Linked DNA regions of Rattus norvegicus: region 1 is linked to region 2. A link is a contact called in public Hi-C data. All regions are on one chromosome and are shown on one strand. Each heading gives the region's core, a stretch centred on a gene start, on an enhancer-like site or on the middle of the called end of the contact. The rest is flanking DNA. Distances are from core to core; before and after follow the strand shown. Region 1 holds the start of Spire1 (spire-type actin nucleation factor 1). Region 2 overlaps Cidea (cell death-inducing DFFA-like effector a).

Region 1 (5,300 bases), core at 213-2,712, 250 kb after region 2:
ACTAAGGCCAAGGTCTAAAATCAAGCAACAGATCAAATAAAAGAAAAAATGTTTGTTTGAAGGGAGAAAAAAGATTCAAAAAGATCATCAAAAGGTCGGCTTTAAATATCATTCGAGGTACACGTGTATGAAAACGTCACACGGTATTCTGAAATAGTGCAACATTGAGGTTATTAATACATCCCAATGGCTGGCTTTAAATAAATAAACAAAACTATGTTTACTTGAACTAAAAATGAGAGAATATTCTAGTAGGGCTGATAATACTGAACGTTTCCCTCAATTTAGAAAAGGATTTTCACGAAATGTCGTTTTACAGACTATTCTAATTACATTTTCCATCCTTGAGCATTTTGACACTTCCATCAACTTTCTAAAGGTGAAGGTGGATTGTTTTGCTATGTTTTGAATAGACTTGCTTCTCAAAGAATGAATTAGATAAAACCGGATAGGGGAAACCTATTACTAGTCTTCCCATCAATAAAGCATGTGAGTAAGCTCCTGGTAATGTGTCACTGTTTAGGTGACAAGTCATGAAGAATGTACGCGGACTAACCAAAAGCAATTTCATCTAAACAGCCTGTTTACTTCTTATAAACCTGTACTTTTCACCACAGCGAATTTTCACACAGGGTACCCGGAGTCCTCATTTCTTCTATTTCTCTCCAAAATAGCACAATTCTTGGGGGTTCAGTGGTTTCCCTACCATTTCCAAGGACTACTGACAAATTCAAAACGCTACGAAGGGCCAGCTCCTTTTCCCAAGGATGTCATCTTCCTGACCGAACCTCACACATGCATCTCCGGAGCCCTCGCCACCCCACCCCACCCCCACCTCAGCCCCCGGTAAACAGCCGAGGCCGGCGGACACGCACAGAGCCTCCCGGGAACCCGGGTCCCGCAGCCCCGCCCGCCCTCCGGGAGCCGCCCGCCAGCTTCCCACCGGGCCGGGGGCATCGGGCCGCGACCTCACCGGAGGCAGGGGGCGGCTCTCCCTCCTCGTCCGCGGCGGGCGCCAGGGTGACGGCGCCGTCCCTCCAGACGCGGATCTGCGCGGCCGAGCGCACGCGGCGGTGGGGCTGGCGGCGGGCGGCGGCGCGCAGGGAGCCGCAGCACTGGAAGCACACGGCCCACGCCTGCTCCTCGTTGATGGGCTGGTTGTAGAGCCGCAGGATCTCTTCCAAGCTCAGCGCGTCGCGCGGGTCCCCTGTCGCGCCGAGCTGCGGCCCCTCGCCGCCCGGGCTTGAGGGCTGCGCCATGCGGCCCACGTCGCTGCGCCGCCGGCGCTCGGCTGCCGCGTCTCCTCAGCGCTGGAGCATCGTCTCTACGAGCCGCCGCCTCCGCATCCCGGGCTGCCGCCGCCCAGGCCGGCTGCGCGCCGCCGCGGGGACTAGGCGGGGACACCGCGGCGCTCGGTGCTGACCAGCACGCAGCCGGCCGGTAGCACGGCGATGGCGTCCACTAGCCCCGCCCCGTCTCGCCTCGCCCCGCCCCTTCTTGGGGGCCGCGCAGCGGAGCAGTGCCTGGGGGCGTCACCCCCGATGTGAATGACGCGCGGCCGAGCAGGGCCTGGGGGCGTCACCCCCGAGGTGAGTGACGCGCGGCCGAGCAGGACCTGGGGGGGCGTCACGCCCCCTCCCGATGTGAGTGACGCGCGGCTGAGCACGGCCTGGGGGCGTCACCCCCGAGGTGAGTGACGGGCGGCGAGGGGCGACCGCAAGGTTGGGGCCCGAGCCGTGGTCCTGCAGGCGTCTGGCCGCGAAGTCGCTGTCACCCGTTCGGCTCCCACAGTCTATTTAAGAACTTGAATTCAATCTGGGGCGATTTATCAAGAAGAAACGGTCATCTGAATCACCCTCGCCACTGGCTGCCCAGCGCTTCCAGCTTTGGCCTGCGAGCACAGGCCCCCTGGGTCCTTTGAGACTCGTCTGTTTCTCAGGACCATTTGACACATACTATCTCTCTGCACATCTGCAAAATTATTTAAATATATTTTCCTATTCATTTATTTTGAAACAGTCTCCCTGGGTAACCAAACTGGCCTTGAACCACCATGTCCCGCTACTTCTTCAATGCTTCTTTAGTGTTGGTACTCTCTCCACTCAGACGTTCAGTGAGGACAACGATCAAAGGCTTGCTTTGCCAAATTCTCCGAAAGCCTAGATCAGGGCCTGAGATGTGATGCACAAGGCCTTACAGATTCAATCTCCCCTGAGGTAATAACCACACTCATCCTAGCCTAGTTAACCCAGAAGGAATTCGAGAAGGAATAGGTGTCAGAGACAAAACTAAGGACAATTATCTGGAGTACAAAAGAACTCTAGGGGCCTCTCTGAACCCCTTCCAGTGTGCGATTAAAGCTAATAACTCTTTAAAATGTCCATCCAATCATGGATGGTTTTAATTGGTAACATTCTACCCAGGCTAGCCTTCGAAGTCCTTAGAGTTGTAGCATCAACCAAGTAAGAACATCGTAGTAGGTACAATTTTATGTGGAATGTGGGAAATGGCACCCTACAGTTAATTTTATAGTAGAAAGTCATTAAGGGTTAGAAGTTGGCGGTTAAGGAAAAACTCAGTGGACGCCTTTTGTTTTCAAGGCAAGAGATATAAAACAAGCTCTTCAAGAAAAATTACTTAATTATGGGTTCATAATCTCAAATATAAAAATGCAGTATTTAGGGCCAGTGAGACGGCTCAGCAGGTGAACGGACTTTGCTGCCAAGCTGCAGCCCATATAGTTGAAGGGGAGACTCCACTCCACGTGGTTGGTCTTTGAACTCCGTGTGTATGTGCACATACCCAATACATACAAATATGTAAAAGAAAACAAATGTAGTATTTGTGTGCCAAAACTCTGAGGCAGAGGCCTTTCTCAGTCCTGTGTGGGAGACTAATACATACTAGGATTACTATGATAATATTAATACATACTAGGATTACTATGATAACATTAATAATATATGATATATTAATATACCAACATAGCCAAATTTTGCTTTTTTTTTTTTCCGGAGCTAGGGACCGAACCCAGGGCCTTGCGCTTGCTAAGCAAGTGCTCTACCAACTGAGCTAAATCCCCAACCCTCAAATTTTGCTTTTTTAAAAGTCCGGATCCTGTGTGACTTTTGACAATACCGAGGAGCTTACCATCCTTTGAACAAGGCAGAGAAACAATGGTCCGCTTGTATAGACACCACCGCCATCTTCTGGCCTTGTGAAGTATTGCTGCCCTCTGCACACGAACTGCACAAAACCAGCTTTGTCCTTGCCTTACCCATTCAAAACAAGCCATAAACTGAAGTAGGGCGAGGGGGGAAAATAAATGCTCAATTAACTGTGAAAATGGAGGGAAAGAGGAAAGAGGTGGAAGTGAGCAGAAACTTTATTAAAATCCAAATTAGAATTAGAATTTTATGAATGCTCTCTGTAGCCAAGGATAAGCCTTGTCTGTGTGTCCATGCTTGATTGATTGCAGCTTCAAACCCAAGGCTTCATGCATCCTAGGCAATAATGCTTAGCAGCTAGCTCCAGCCACAGCCCCCGGGTTGACTACTTATTTAGGTTTTTCGAAAGTTGATTTGCAACCCTAGGATTATTTTCATTTTCTGAATAATAATTTTTAAAATGTAAACATTTTGAAAGGAAAAAATACCATGAATTGCTGAAAGATATGTGTGTGTGTGTATGTGTGTGTGTTTTATATATATATATATGTGTATATATATATAAAGGTTTTATATATATAAAGAAAAATTCTTGAGTTTTTGTGTTTTGAAGTACAAATCTTCTGATATATACTATGAAGTAAATCTATCTTTTGTGAGCACACACGTTGAAGCAAGATGACAGCTAGAACACTGCTTCATAGTCTTCTCTACACAGAACGAGTAGGAGGGAAATCCTTCAAGTGATAGACTTTAACTGGTACGCATCTCCTCAGCTAGGAGCTGAGCACTGGACACTCCGTACTGAGATTTCAGTATCTTTCCGGTTCTGACAAGCCCCTCATATTCGATTCTCTTGAGACCGACAGCTAGCTGCTAAGGGAACGTGCTTCTCACCGAGATCCTGTCCCTGGAATACTGTGCCATCGGGGGCAGCTTCCTGCTCACCGTTATCATTTCAGTCTTAAAAATTCCAATACCTTTGGTTTGGTAAATTTCGATCTACCATCATTTTAAAAAAAAAAACTCTGTAATTTGGGTTTATATAACTTTATATAAAGTTCAAACAACCCAAATCAACATTTACGATATTTTCAAAGGATTGGGAGATCAGTGAAACTAAATGGTGTAACTCAGAATATAATTTTAGTTTTCCTTGATTTCCGTATGTTTATTTTGAAAATAGGATCCTTGAGACTTCTATTTACTTAACATTTTTGTAGAATAAATGTACTTCCCGCTTGATACTCTGGACACGATGAGGCTGAGCTGCTCCGAGGCCTTTGGGGAGCCCGGCCTGTGTGTACAGCCCAAGTTAATCCCAGACAAATGCTCCTAAGAGGCACATTCACCTAGAAAAGTACACCAAAGGGAGGAAAATAGAACAGTGGGTTTTTTCCATGTTGTAACCTCAATTTCCATTGTCAATAATTACATATATATACACTATAGTGACTTTGAATGCTTTCAAAATTTGTTTGTTCTTCAACTTATCAAAGTTGAAGGGTGAGTTATTATTCCTATCTTACAGTCAGGACAAAATGGAGGGCTGGAAAGTGAGAGAGTGGGAGTGGAGTCCAGGCCTCCTGACCAGCTCGCTTTTCTCTGTTGCTGACCTGCAGCCCTCCTCCTTTCAAGTCTAAGAAAATAGGAAAAGAGCAGTATGATGGTTTAAACGTGCTATTTTAAAACACCAAAAATGCCTAAGTCAGGCCATCCCTTTGGTTCGTTTTTGTACACTAACTGGCATTTGGGCTTCGTCAAGAGTCATCTCCCATGGGGCTGGGGATTTAGCTCAGCGGTAGAGCGCTTGCCTAGGAAGTGCAAGGCCCTGGGTTCGGTCCCCAGCTCCGAAAAAAAGAACCAAAAAAAAAAAAAAAAGTCATCTCCCATAGTAATTACCTCCCATGGTGGTTGACATGGTCCCATCTCTCTAAAACAATTATGAATTGTCATGCAGGCTAACTTCCTATTTGAAACTGGTATCTTGGGCTGGAGAGACAGCTCAGCAGTTAAGAGCACTTGTTGCCATTGCAGGGACCCTATGTTCAGTCCCCACCTCTGACCTCCACATGTGCATGTAGATATGTGCACACACACACTAAAATGTATGTATACAGGCACACACAAGTG
Region 2 (5,629 bases), core at 1,301-3,800:
CTTCCTCTTCCTCTTTTTCCTCTTCCTCTTCCTCTTCTTCCTCTTCCTCTTCTTCTACTTCTTCCTCTTCTCCATCTTCTTCCTCCTCTTTTTCTTTCTCTTCTGTCTCAACTTCCTCCTATTCTTCTCCCTCTTCCTCTTCTTCCTATTCTTCCTCTTCTTCCTCTTCCTCTTCTTCCTCTTCCTCTTCCTCTTCTTCTACTTCTTCCTCTTCTCCATCTTCTTCCTCCTCCTCTTCTCTCTCTTCCTCTTCTCCCTCTTCCTCTTCTTCCTCTTCTTCCACTTCCTCTTCATCTTCTTCCTCCTATTCTTCTTTCTCTTCTTTCTCTTCTTCCTCCTTCCTCCTTTGTCGTCATCATCGTCATCGTCATCCTCTTCCTCCCCCTCCCCCTCCCCCTCTTCCTCCTCCTCCTCCTCTTCCTCCTCCTCCTCCCTCCTCTTCCTCCTCCTCCTCCTCCTCCTCCTCCTCCTCCTCCTCCTCTTCCTCCTTCCCCTGGAACTCACTATATAGACCAGGCTGTCCTGGAACTGACAGAGATCCACCTGCTTCTGCCTCCAGGAGCTGAGATTAAAGATGTGCACCACCACTGCCAAGCTTCCAATTCCTTCTTCTCCTGAGCTTTTTTCTTTTGACTGTTACTGCTGGGAACAAGCTACCTGTGGCTTGTCACAGGTCAGGCTGGTGTTCTCCCAGAGTGGTTCCTCTATCCCTGTCTTTCTGTGTGAGACCTCCAGAGCGTCTGCTCTCATTCTCAGAATGGTTCCCAGCAGAGGGCCTTGGCAGATGTGTGTCCTGAGATGGGAAGGTCACCTCACTATTCCTGAGGCTGGTGTCACCACAGCGTTCTCATGGGGTGGTGAAGCCAGAGGATATGGGCCAGGTTGAGGTTCAGGGGGAAAGGAGAACCACATGCCAAGGAAGGTGGGAACACTGGTCAGGACCCCTGTTCCCGGCACCTTTAGAGCAGAAGCATGTGACTTCTAAGCTGTGGTTCTGGGAACTTATTATAGCAGCGATAGAAAGCTAACACGGATGGAAAAGGTGTTTGCTGTTGGTTTATACAAAGAGAGTTTAGAGGCAAATTCAGAAGTGGCACATTTAAGTCCTACACAGTAATGGGACCTAAGAAATTCAGCACAGTGCCAAGTCATGCTAAGATGTAGTAATTGTGTACCACACTGAAGGGTCAGCTCAGGCCCTGTGAATCTGAAATACTTGGTTGGTTTGAGGACTGGATTTTGAGGGTGGAGTTGGGGTGGTAAGAATGGAACCCAGGCTTTCACAGATAGGTACCTCTCATGCTCTACCACTAAGCCCCATCAAAGATTCTGGAGTCCTCTCCTGGCTTACCTCCTCAGCCATTTTCCTGTAGGGTAGAAATGGTGGCTTCCTGAAGAGGACAGATTGCCACATTGCCTCAGGAAGGTTATCCCAGAGGCTCCTTCTAAAGGGAACAAAGATTTCAACCAAGAAACAGCCACCAGATGTCTCCCTTGCTCAGTCCCAGAATCCTAAAATCCCAGGGGAATATGCTGTCTGCCACCCTGGAAGAAGACAGTGTGTCTTCCAGCTGTGCCCTTCCTCTCTGAGAGGCTGTAGGATCCTGAATGCCCACATGTGAGGACCCCTAGCCTAGCACTGTGATAGCATCTTGGTCAATTCTACAGGCAGCCTAAAAGGAGCGTCAGGTAAACTTTGAAAAGCCAGAAAGCAACGTGAGGCAGTAAAATAGAAGCAGAGGGAGGCAATAGATTTAATTCCTTCTATTCCTTAGCTTTGAATTTGTTTGTTTGTTTGGAGAAAGGGTCTCTTTTCATAACCACAACTGTTCTGATGCTTGCTATGTAGCACAGGCTGGCCTCAAACTCATGGAGATCTTCTGTCTGCCTCTGCCTCTGCCTCACAAGTATTGGGAATAAAGATGTGTGCCACCATGTCAGACTCAGTTTTGGATTTTTAAAACTTTTTTTTTAATTTTTATTTATCTAATGTATATTACAGATGGTTGTGAGCCACCATGTGGTTGCTGGGATTTGAACTCAGAACCTCTGGAAGAGCAATCAGTGCTCTTAACCACTGAGCCATCTCTCCAGCCCCAGTTTTGGATTTTTAAATGATGTTTCTTTCTTGGGTGATGGATGGTAGGTTTAGAAGTGACACAGGCTCTTATGCGGGGTACACTGGGCAACAACCAAAATCACTTGTCATCATGATCTGGGTGGTAGGAAGAGGGGGACACCGACAGTGGCTTCAGCAAGAAGGACTGGCACGCTTTTAGGGGTTACTTATGTTTTAATTTCAAGATTGATTGATTGATTGATTTCATGTATATGAGTACGCTGCTGTCCTTGACATACCAGACAAGGGCATCGGATCTCATTACACATGGTTGTGAGCCACCACGTGGTTGCTGGAAATTGAACTCATGACCTTTGGAAGAGCAGCCAGTGCTCTTAACCATTGAGCCATCTCTCCAGCCCCATGTTTTAATTTCAAATGTATTTGATCATGTTGTGTAATACTCGAAGTTTTCCAGCACTCCCAACCCCCAAAGCTCCTGAGGCGTATGGGCTCTTGCATCATCTAAGCCTGACCCTGAAAACAGTGGGGCCTGTGTGTGGTAGGGAAAAAAAAAACCCACTTAGGAAAGCAGCTCTTGAGCCCCTCCTACCCTGCGACTGGGACTAGAGATTGTACTTGAACCCAGAACCTTGCACATGCGAGGCAAGTTCTCTCTCACTGAGCCATCTCCCTGGACTTAGCATTTGAATCTTGGGATGCCTTTGTTCTCTCAGGGTGTGACAGAGCTATCTACAAGTTTTTGTAGTACGTGTCTCTCCCAACCTGAAGGGTCACCTGGTATCCCTGGGACAGAGTGATTCCTTAAGTGGCTAATGTTTCCACACAGTCATCTGTCCTCCTCGGCAGTTACTGGAAAATAGGAGACACCCCAAGAGACACGAGTTCCAGCATTTGCTTCATCAGAGGCACTTGTGAAGTGAAACAGAAATAGTGCTTTCTGTTCCTCCATGGCTATGTGACAGTTGCAAAGGAGTCCTTTCATCCTCAAGGTCTGGCCTCAGGGCTCTATGCAAACAAGCAAGGAGGCTCCCTAAGACAGGTACACCTCTCTACATCAGACACTAAATCCTCAAAACCAAAGCAACGTATCCGGAATCACAAAACTGTAAGTTGTTGAGGGAAGAGATAAGGGCACTTGTAGTATAACACGTCAGCCTGATGGTCACTTGGCAGGAATAATTAGAACTGACAGTTAGGAGACCCAAACTTTGCCATCGCCCCAGAACTGTGTGGTTTTTGACTGTCTTTGCCAGCATGGGTTCGAAGCCTGTTCCTTGCTTCTTTACTTCAGGGCAATAAGTATGTCTGCACACAAACAAAGAAGTCAGGAATAGCCAGAGTCACCTTCGACCTATACAGGCTGAATCCCAAGGACTTCCTCGGCTGTCTCAATGTCAAAGCCACCATGTATGAGATGTACTCAGTGTCGTATGATATCCGCTGCACAAGCTTCAAGGCCTTGTTAAGGTAACAAACTCCAGGGGATATCGTGGGGGCACAGTGGGGGTCTGGACACACCCACGTGTGGGACAGGTGGCTCCTCCTAACTTGTCTTCTGCCCCAGAGCCCAACAACAGGGCTTGGATCCTCTGTTGTCAACCGGTGTGCTCTGACCCACGTGGTCTTCAACTTAACTTTTAGATCACAGACTTATACCAAAAAGCGCAAAGCTACATCCCCAACTGGACTTTGTGCTTTTTGATGTAAGTGTGAAATAGCTCAGTGGTAAGTCATTTGCCTGGCGTGTTAGAGGCCCTAGGTCCAATACCCAGCAAGGGACACACCCATGCTGGCACCACGCTCGCACCACGCTCGCACCACGCTCGCACCACGCTCACACCACGCTCGCACCACGCTCGCACCACGCTCGCACCACGCGCTCGCACGCCATGGGACCTGGCCCAGACGTTCCGCTGATGTGAAAACTGGAGAGAAAACTTCGGAGACCAGGAAGAGAATTAGAACATGAGGAAACACTTTTTGTTGGACCTAATCTGAAATGAGACTAGTTCAGTCTCGGGACTTCAGAGGCTAGGACAGGGCAAAGTGTCCTCTTGTTGTGAGGAGCAAGTTGAAACACCCCCAACGACCTAGCCTCCACATGCCCTATCAGAGGATCATAATTCTGGTTCTTTCAACCATTTTCCTCAGTTTTACTGGTCTTGTCACCTTGACCTTGGGGTTGTAGGAGCAAGCCCCTCACAGTCACCTGGCTGCTAGAATCCTCGGATAGCAAGCACATGCTCTGTGCCGAGGTTCTGTGGGAGTTTCTACTTAGGCAGGCCCCTGCCAAAGTTGCTTGAGGGCCCTGTCCCCAGTAGGTGGCGCTGGAGAGTACTGGCAGCCCACCAGGGAGCAATCAGACACTGTGTGCTTTGAAAGTGGTATTACATGGATGCCGCAACTCCCAACATGATTGGTGCCCCCTTGGAGCTTAGTAAGGTGGGGTGGGGTAAGGCATTCCCATCATTCCATCTCTGGCCAGCCCAGAGAATCGCACGCCTGATGTGTCTTTCTCTTGCTTTCTTGCAGGAGTCTGCTGCGGTTCGCATCCTATGCTGCCCAGGTGACCGGACAGTTCCTGGTTTATGCGGGCGCTTATGTGCTCCGAGCACTGGGTGACACAGAAGAGCAGCCATCCCCCAAGGCTAGCGCCAAAGGCTGGTTCATGTAATCAGATCACAGATACAGAGGTCCAGGGACCCAGCTTTCACGCAAATTCTCTACCATCTGTTACAGGCTGTGGGATGTCAGAGGAAGGAACGGGGTTTGGTGGTGGTACCCAGGGCAGGACCGAGCAGCAGGATTCCCGCAAGAGAAAGGAGGCAGATGGGCCTTTCAAGAGCTTTAGGAAGCGACTAACAGCAGAGTGTCTGGGAACATACGAATCAGTCTCTTGCATATTGTAATAAACCAAACACAAGACTCGCCATTAATACTTGCCGTGCTTCCTTGCAACTGGTTTGTCTCTCTGGAGAGGACCACTCACACAGAACGAAAACCAGAGCCAAAGACAGAAAGATAGATACCACTGCTGTTTGATCTTTCTTTTTAACTTTATTATATTATTTGGCGTGTGTGTATGTGTGTGTGTGTGTGTGTGTGTGTGTGTGTGTGTGTGTGTGTGTTTACTTGTGTGGTGTCTATGCAACATGTGCATGCGCTGCCCCAGAAGGCCAGAAGAGGGCGCCAGATCTCTTCAGAGGAGTTCTAGACAGTTGTGAGTGGGTGCTTGGAATGGAACCTGGGTCCTCTGGAAAGCCAGGGCTCTTAACCACTGAGTCATTGCTCCAGCCCCATTGTTGTTTAATCCTTATCAGTACTCAGTGCAAAAGTAACAAGCCTGGATTATATTTGATTTACTTTTTCCCACCAAAGAATCTCTGCCTCTCTCCTGTGTGTGTATACATATAGTGTGAGTGCAAGCACACGGGTACCATGGCATATGTGTGGAGGACAAAGGACGACCTGGGGGGGGGGGGGTCAGTCCTCACCCTGTTTAGAAAGCCACACAGGCTAGCACACACTTCTGGGGATTCTTGGGTC

Evidence for each region. A called contact is a pair of places that touch in the nucleus more often than the background predicts.
Region 1: a contact with region 2 is called in a Hi-C map of hepatocytes, with 2.1 times the contacts expected there. The contact joins the promoter of Spire1 here to the enhancer-like site in region 2. A contact is called at or near these places in 6 of 12 Hi-C or Micro-C datasets (the A7r5 cell line, Schwann cells, frontal cortex and 3 more).

The regions. Positions count from the first base shown.
Region 1 is chr18:63,440,072-63,445,371 of GRCr8, forward strand. Spire1 (spire-type actin nucleation factor 1) reads right to left here and starts at 1,463. Exons shown (of 16, transcript NM_001415684.1): 1 at 974-1,463. The coding sequence starts at 1,259. It also overlaps a transcript of Cep76 not described here.
Region 2 is chr18:63,185,366-63,190,994 of GRCr8, forward strand. Cidea (cell death-inducing DFFA-like effector a) reads left to right here. Exons shown (of 5, transcript NM_001170467.1): 4 at 3,375-3,550; 5 at 4,616-5,015. The coding sequence ends at 4,757. Among named protein-coding and RNA genes, the nearest start is that of Cidea, 23 kb to the left of the region's middle. Within about 2 kb of position 2,551, at least 2 of the 93 cell types and tissues checked have an H3K27ac peak or open chromatin away from gene starts, as enhancers often do. A contact at or near this core is called in hepatocytes, where this site is marked.